2 separate regions of the Mus musculus genome follow, and region 2 is linked to region 1. The links are chromatin contacts, called in public promoter capture Hi-C maps. All regions are on one chromosome and are shown on one strand. The core of a region is the stretch at or near the end of the contact, and the rest is flanking DNA. Distances in the headings are between cores, read along the strand shown.

Region 1 (3,705 bases), core at 852-3,351:
TGCAACCTAGACCTTGCTCTGCAAGTGTGGCATCAGCCATTCTGGCCCCCTCATCCTCCGCCCTGCATGCCCCCAGATCCTCACTCCTGTGCTCCTCCCCCTTTCCTTTCTTCTCTCTCTCTCTCCCTCCCCCATTCTTCGAGGCATCACCATGGCATCAGAGCCGAGCAGAAACTCAGCTCAATTCACCCACCTCTTCTCTGCCTGCCTGCTTGGGAGCCCAAGATCCTGCCTCGCAAAGCTTGCTACACCCTTCCCTTTCCCACCATATCCTAGCCTCCTGTTCATGGAGGAGGCAACACAGTATTATGCTGAGGGTGAGGAGAATGGGGTTCAGTTACCGATGGGGCTGCTATGTTTCCCTAATGGGGCTATGGGTACGTTCATTTTGCCTTTTTAGCCTCGCTTTCTCTGACTGTATATTGGGACAGCTCTGCCTAGACCTTTCTGGACACTTAGAACTTCCTATTGCTCTTCAAGATCCATTAAAGCCAAAGCTTCCAGTCCAGCATGGAGGTTAGAATGATACCTTGTAGCCCTGTCCTACCATCTCTTCCTCTTACATATCTCAACAGCGATCATGGTTTGCCTTGTAGCTGAGATCAGAGGGTAGAAAGCTTTCCTTGGGCAGCTCATGGAGTAGCTGGTTACTCTGAGACAGGAGACTGGCTACTGGAGACTGCTAGCCGGTGAGGCAGGGGTCACTGAGCCAATGGGATGAGCTGCAGATAGATGTGCACTGTAAGAAGAACTGAACCCCTCTCCACTGGCGCTAAGAACCTCTAAGGTGAAGAAATTTCCATGAGCCAACTGCCCCTTCTCCAGACACCTGTCTTAGAGGTGGCAACTCCAAGAGTCAGAGCCTCTGGATTTAACTCATCCTTACTGGAGTCAGGGAACATGTGTGTGCATCAGTACCCTTGTATTGCCCGAAACCTGCCTTCTGCAAGCCAAAGATACAAAAACACAGGGAGGGCCCTCTGGGTCCCCTCGCGTGCCAGGACCACATTGTCTGGGTGGTGTGGCTATCCATGTGCTTATCTGTCTCCAAAGAGCACTGGGGCTTTTTGCCTGGTCTCCTGCTGGCTTCTGGCCCAACACCCACCTTGGCATCCAGCTTGTCCATCTGGCCAGCAGCCTCATTCAATCCATCTTGGGGGGCTGAAGGTGGATAGGGGAGGTAGGATTCAGGGTTTCCTGAAGGAGGAGAGAAGGAGGCTCTGGGACTGGTGTCCCCAAAAGTATGTACATGGGGTCACTCTTCAACTAGGTGCTGGTAGCCAGGGCTGCCTCCTGCCCTTCCCCTTCTGCCTTTAGTGTGCTGGGGGATCTGCTAACCACACAGCCATCTAATCTCTTCTGAAGTCTAGGTTGAGTTTCCTAAGAAGGTCTTTACCTCTTCTGCCAGCTAAAGCACAGAAAAACATCAGATAAATCCACTGAGAAGCAGCAGACAGGGTGTTTGTAGCAGCCAATGCCCACTGCTAGAGAGCCCTCTTGGCCTCTAGACCCCTCCCTGGCCACCTCCCCTTTCAAGAATCCACCCCCATTCCTGTCTCATCCTTGTCCCTGCCCTGTCTCAGAGGACCCTGATGCTTCTGCACCCAGCTCAACACAGCCCCTCCCAAGCCCTTCCAAATGTACTCACCATGGGACCGGAGAGGGGTCTGTAGGGTCCTCAGCTTCAGTGCTTCTCCGGGGGCCTGCAGTGTCTCCTGGGACCCAAACACCTGGCTCCCGGGGGGAGCTGCGCCCTGTGCTGGCAGCCGGAGAGGCACAGCCAGTGATTGGCATGTCCCACCCCCTGGCACGCCAGCCTTGGGGGGGAGGGAGGAAGGGAAAGAGAGGGAGGGAGGAAAGGGAGGAAAGAAAGGGAGGGGGAGCAGGAGGGAAGCCTCAGGCAGCATCTGGGGTTGGACTAAGTCCTGGAGTGTGCCCCCCTTGTCCACAAGGGCACCCACTTTGAGCCTCGAGAGGGAGGAGGCAGGACATGAGGAAAGAGAGCCCAGGAAAGCTAAAAGTCCAAGAGGAGAGAGAAGGCGGATACAGGGAGACAAACACCCACACCCACTGCACACAGACTGGCGGCACACACACACACACACACACACACACACACACACACACACACACCCTCTCACAAAGGCACACTCTGTTTCCCGGGCACCTTCCCCCACCCAACCGGAAAGCCCCCAACTCCTGTGCACCATGTCCCAACACACATGCCCCGACACACATGCCCCATTATTCACATGCCTGCTTCCTTTGCATACCCTCCCCCCATGAACATGCCCACGCGCCCACCCACCCACCCACCCAGCCACACACCCTGCTCTTCCTCCCTGCTGTGAGGGAGCTAAATTCCTTCTGTTTGAAAATGACACATTGGGCCTCACGTGAGAGGTTCCAACTTGGACCAGACCCAGAGGGCTGGCTCACCCACCCTGGGACGGAGTGACATGCCCGCATGCTGGGCAGTGCACTCTGGTGTATGGAAAGGTCTGGTGTGAGGGTATATGTGTATCTGGTTTGTGGAGCACTGGAGAAACTGTGTTTGTTCCATATGCTGTTCAGGGTCCGGCATGTGTAGTATGACATGTGTGCTCATGTCATTATGCAGCCTACGTAAATCCAGGTGTGACCCTGCCAATCTGGAGCCAGAACGCATGTGGGAGCGTGTGTCTGTGCTCAGTGTATGTCTGAGTGTTGCCCAACTGTGGAATTGGCTAATTTTGACAAGTGAGGTAGCATCTACCTCCCTGACTGCTCCACCTCCAGCTTCCCCTTGGTAGACAGACAGACAGGCAGACAGACTGCTCTCCTCCCTGCTTGTCAAACTGTCTCCCCTGACTCCCACTTTAGGTTCACAGGTGTGTACCTGGGAAGTACGAGCCACTCCTCCTCTCAGCCTACGGTTTGACCCTCATCCCCCCTCCCCCCCAGGCTGGTTTGGATTTCTGTGTAGAGTCTCCTTGGAGATAGAGACAACCCCTGGGGGCTTTGTCATAGGGACCTGGGTCCAGCAATGCCCCAATAGAGACTTCCTGGAGAGCTGACCACCGAGGAGAATTGGAAACACTAAAAGCTCCTGTGTGTTTTGCCCCATGGGCTGTGATGAAGCCCTGGGAGGGAGGTGGGAAGGACCGAAATCAAGATTGCCTTTATGGAGGAGAGAAAGCTAAAGGTAGGTTCCAGGTGAGCTCTAAGCTCAGGGTTTTGGAGTCCGGGGCACACCCATTCTTCCTTCTCTCTTCATTTTCCTACCAATGTTGAGACTGGAGCTCAGTTGCCAAAGGAACCAGAAAAGGAAGAAATTGACGACGACTCTGGGGCTTGGGCCAGCAGATACGGGACACAGGTGGCAGGTACGTGTGGGGGCATCTGTACTCTTGAGGCTGCCAAGGGGTACCCAGTGCGCCTTCTCTCTGTGTTTGGTCATATACTACAGTTTGGGGCGGAGGGGGTGTCGGGGTCAGAGGATCTGAACAGCTCCTCCTCCCACCTTCGGTGGCATTAGACCCTTAGGGTTAGGTCAGAAAACAAGCAGTCTCTGTGGCAGGCTGCCCCCTACTGGGCCATCCTTAGGTTGCGGGCTGCATGTTGGGAGAGCCGTGGGGGTGCGTGTACTTGTGCGTGTACACGTGGTTTAGAGTGGGGGAGTTAGGCCTCCACATCCATTTCCGAGTCTGAATCAAGCTTCCTCTT
Region 2 (3,705 bases), core at 623-3,122, 2.3 Mb before region 1:
TTACACACACTACTACCCTGGAAGAGACACAAAATTAGACCTGAGTTATGCTCTCTGATCAACATTTGTCAACATTTGAGAATGATCCCTCCAGGCAGTGGTAAGAGCCAGGAAGGGGGCTGGGTGGCAGCCTGGAGCAGGAGTGCAGGAAGGCATATAATCTCCTCCAGAGCCCTATGTCAAGCAGGGGCAGGAATTTAAGCAACCAAACAGAACCTACTCCTCTGAGAACTGAGAGGCTGAGATTTGGTGCCTAACTACAACTCCTTAGCTCCCCTTAAATCAGGAACATGCGGGCTCTGAGCCCATACCGGGGAGATATACCATACCAGACATACCAGCCCATACCAGACATATAATTACAGCACACGAGTGCTACAGTTTCTAGTGACATGTAGAAGCTGTACTATTCCCTACCCCTAAGAATGGACTCAGGTTGACTCCATGTGTGGCAGTGCCTAGGGAGTGTGTCCAAGAATTGTGCTTTCTACCTTGCTCACAGGAACGTTTCTCTGGGTCTTCATCTTCCCTGCCTCCTCCTGGATCAGCAAGTAACCATCCCGGCAGAGATGAAGGTTTTAATTGTTTTGTTTTGTTTTGTTTTGTTTTGTTTTGTTTTGTTTTTCGAGACAGGGTTTCTCTGTGTAGCCCTGGCTGTCCTGGAACTCACTCTGTAGACCAGGCTGGCCTCGATCTCAGAAATCTGCCTGCCTCTGCCTCCCAAGTGCTGGGATTAAAGGCTTTCGACACTGCATCTCTTAGCCTATCAGCCAATCAATCAGACAGAGGACTCCAAAGAAATGAAAATTTCCCCAGAATTCTCATGCTGGGAGAAGAAAAAGGTACCAGCCAGAGGGGAAACTTGTCTCCTGGAAAAAGATTTCAGAGTTCTAAAAGCTTGTCAGACCACCTTACAGGATGAGACTAAAACCCAGATAATAATGGGCCAATGGTGGGCAGAGTCATACCTTGGTAAGGACTACTCAGATGTATTTATCCTTGGCCCTCTATCTAAATTTTTTATCTAAATTTAGAACCCTGAGGTCAAATTTGGGTGATTCACAGAATCTCTTTGCCCCTCTTTCTAGTATGACTACATTGAATAAATCTCCTTTTTCTAAAGATTTCCAGTTTTTAATGTGTCTCTTTCAATTGGCTTATTGAGGATAAGGTAGCTAGACCTGACTTCGGGCACAGGTTGTGAACCCCCAACATTGACAACAAGCAGTCAAGGTTTTCTGGGCCACAGACCTGACACTTTGCTGATTAACTGAAACTGTTCAAAGATGAGAACCACCTATTGCATACTTGGGCCCACTAGTAGAGAAGAGGAAGTGAAAAGAATGGGAACGTTTGAGACAACTCAAAAACTGAAGATTTCCCACTCAGGAAGACCACCAGGACCTTCCCCTTTGTTACACAGCGCAAAGCTACTGTGCTACAAAAGATAAAAGAAAAGGCGATGTTTGCGGGCCCAGCAGTTCCAGAACAAGTTAGCGCGCTGATTCGGCTCTGCCTACAAACTCCCTCCGCCTTTTTCCAACCTCTTCTCTCAAGAAAAAAAAAATTATTTTTATATGTGTGTGTGTGTGTGTGTGTGTGTGTGTGTGTGTGTGTGTGTGTGTGTATGTATAATATACCCCCACCCCATCCCCTTGCAAGAACTCGCAGTTTGCAAAAAACGCATCGCAGAAACCAAGCAACTAAACTCTGTAACTGAGCTCATGCACAACACGCATGCGTCTACTAAGCCCAGCCTCCCGGGACCGACTTCATCCCCGGCTCCGCCTACCCACGGGTCTCTCTACCGCAAGTGCGCTTCCTGCCCGGTACGGAAATGGACGAGTCTGACGTCATATGAAGGCGCCGACAGTTCCGAAGGCTACAGAGGCTACACGTGAGCCATGGATACGCCGCTGAGGCGCAGCCGGCGGCTGGAAGGCCTAAAACCTCTGTCTCCAGAAAACCTTCCTGTCCCCGAAGTCTCTCGGGCGAAACGGGCTCTTGTAGATTTCAAGTCGAACTCAGAAGAAACAGGAGAGCTCAAGTCTACGAGAGTTCCACCACTGAGCCTTCCGTCTCCCGGACCTCAGCCGGAGACGAGCCCCGGATCGCCCTGTCCACCACTGAGCCTTCCGTCTCCCGGACCTCAGCCGGAGACGAGCCCCGGATCGCCCTGTCCACCACTGAGCCTTCCGTCTCCCGGACCTCAGCCGGAGACGAGCCCCGGATCGCCCTGTCCACCACTGAGCCTTCCGTCTCCCGGACCTCAGCCAGAGACGAGCCCCGGATCGCCCTGTCCACCACTGAGCCTTCCGTCTCCCGGACCTCAGCCAGAGGCGAGCCCCGGATCACCCGGTCCTAGACAGGATGCAGACGATGGGTCCCCACAAAGGCAGCCAGAGCCTCACCCCGGGTCCCTTCAACCTCATCAAGATCTGGGCCTGGAGTCACCTGCAGGACAGACAGAGTCGAGCCCGGAATCCCCGCAACGAGAGCAGCCATCCAAATTACCTCCCCCACAGGGAGAACTGGACTCTGAGGCGGCCCACGCTAAAGAGGAGGTGATCCCAGGATCCCCCGAGCCTTGCCCGGGCCAGCAAGCACCGGGTCCCGAGCCCTCTCAGCCAGCACAGGAGCTGACGGTCCAGGCACCTAGCTCCCCAGAGCGCCAGTTGGAGCCAGGCAAGCTGCCTCCGGCGGGAGAGACAGTAACAGAAAGTCTCAACCTAAAGAAGCGAGTTATAGCCTCTCCCCAGGCCCCAGCGTCCAAGAAATTGAAAGAGAAGGAGGAGCTTCCTGTAATTCCGAAAGGGAAGCCCAAATCCGGGCGTGTGTGGAAAGACCGCTCCAAGAAGAGGTAAAGTGGGGGTAGCATGGGTGATGTGTTGGGTTCTTAGTACATTTGGACCTTGCCTTCGCCTGAATGCAATCCAAGGGTTGTAAAGAGTTCACCCGAATGAAATTAACAAACACGATCATAATGTCAAAATGCCCTAAGGTCGGGGAGGGAGATAGATCCTCAAAGATCATTTCTTTAATGTCTGCCCTAGACGGTGTTCTTTTGAGCTTTCTTCCCATCCTTTTTTTATTATGAGGCAGGGTCTCACTGTATAGCACTGGCTGTCCTGAAATTCAGAGATACACCTGCTTCTGCTTCCCTAGTGCTGGGTTTATAGACGTGCCACCTTTACCTTGTCCGCCACATCTCGTGTGGCAGGCAGAGCAAGAAAGGCGGCCATTATATGAACATAGTGAGGTCCTTTCCACTGTTGTCTGCTAGCTGTTGTCTTTGATAAAAAATGTATCATGGGACACTGGTTATGTATCACGGTAAGGATGGCCAAAGAGAGAGGCTTTCATAGCCAGCAGCACATGTAATCATCTACCCTTTGGAGCAGGTGTTACTAGGATTGGTGTTGTACATCTGAGGAAGCCAAGGCTCAAGGAGGCTAACTGAGACACGGGATGGGAGCATAGGTTTGATTGCAAAGCGTGTGAGTGAACCCGTTAACCTGCTTCTGGTGGCCAGCTTCCCTTGGGTTCCAGCCTTCTTAAGACATGAGGTCTTCCCTGTCCCTTCAGTGCTGGGGCATGGGAGTGCTCAGTTTAGATTTCTCAGTAAAGGAATGAGGAAGGAGGCTCATGTGGAAAGGACATTGTTTAGGCAGCAGGGGAAGAGAAGTGGCATTCAGTTGAAATGTC

Evidence for each region. Promoter capture Hi-C pulls out the DNA fragments that hold promoters and counts their contacts.
Region 2: a promoter capture Hi-C map of hippocampal neurons shows a contact between it and region 1, with 3 times the contacts expected there. A contact is called at or near these places in 2 of 39 promoter capture datasets (cranial neural crest and hippocampal neurons).

The regions. Positions count from the first base shown.
Region 1 is chr19:8,662,401-8,666,105 of GRCm38.p6, reverse strand. Chrm1 (cholinergic receptor, muscarinic 1, CNS) reads right to left here and starts at 2,101. Exons shown (of 3, transcript NM_001112697.1): 1 at 1,649-2,101; 2 at 1,106-1,197. It overlaps 9830166K06Rik (RIKEN cDNA 9830166K06 gene), which reads left to right and starts at 2,771. Exons shown (of 3, transcript NR_045314.1): 1 at 2,771-3,365.
Region 2 is chr19:10,947,433-10,951,137 of GRCm38.p6, reverse strand. Ccdc86 (coiled-coil domain containing 86) reads left to right here and starts at 1,872. Exons shown (of 4, transcript NM_023731.3): 1 at 1,872-2,860. The coding sequence starts at 1,905.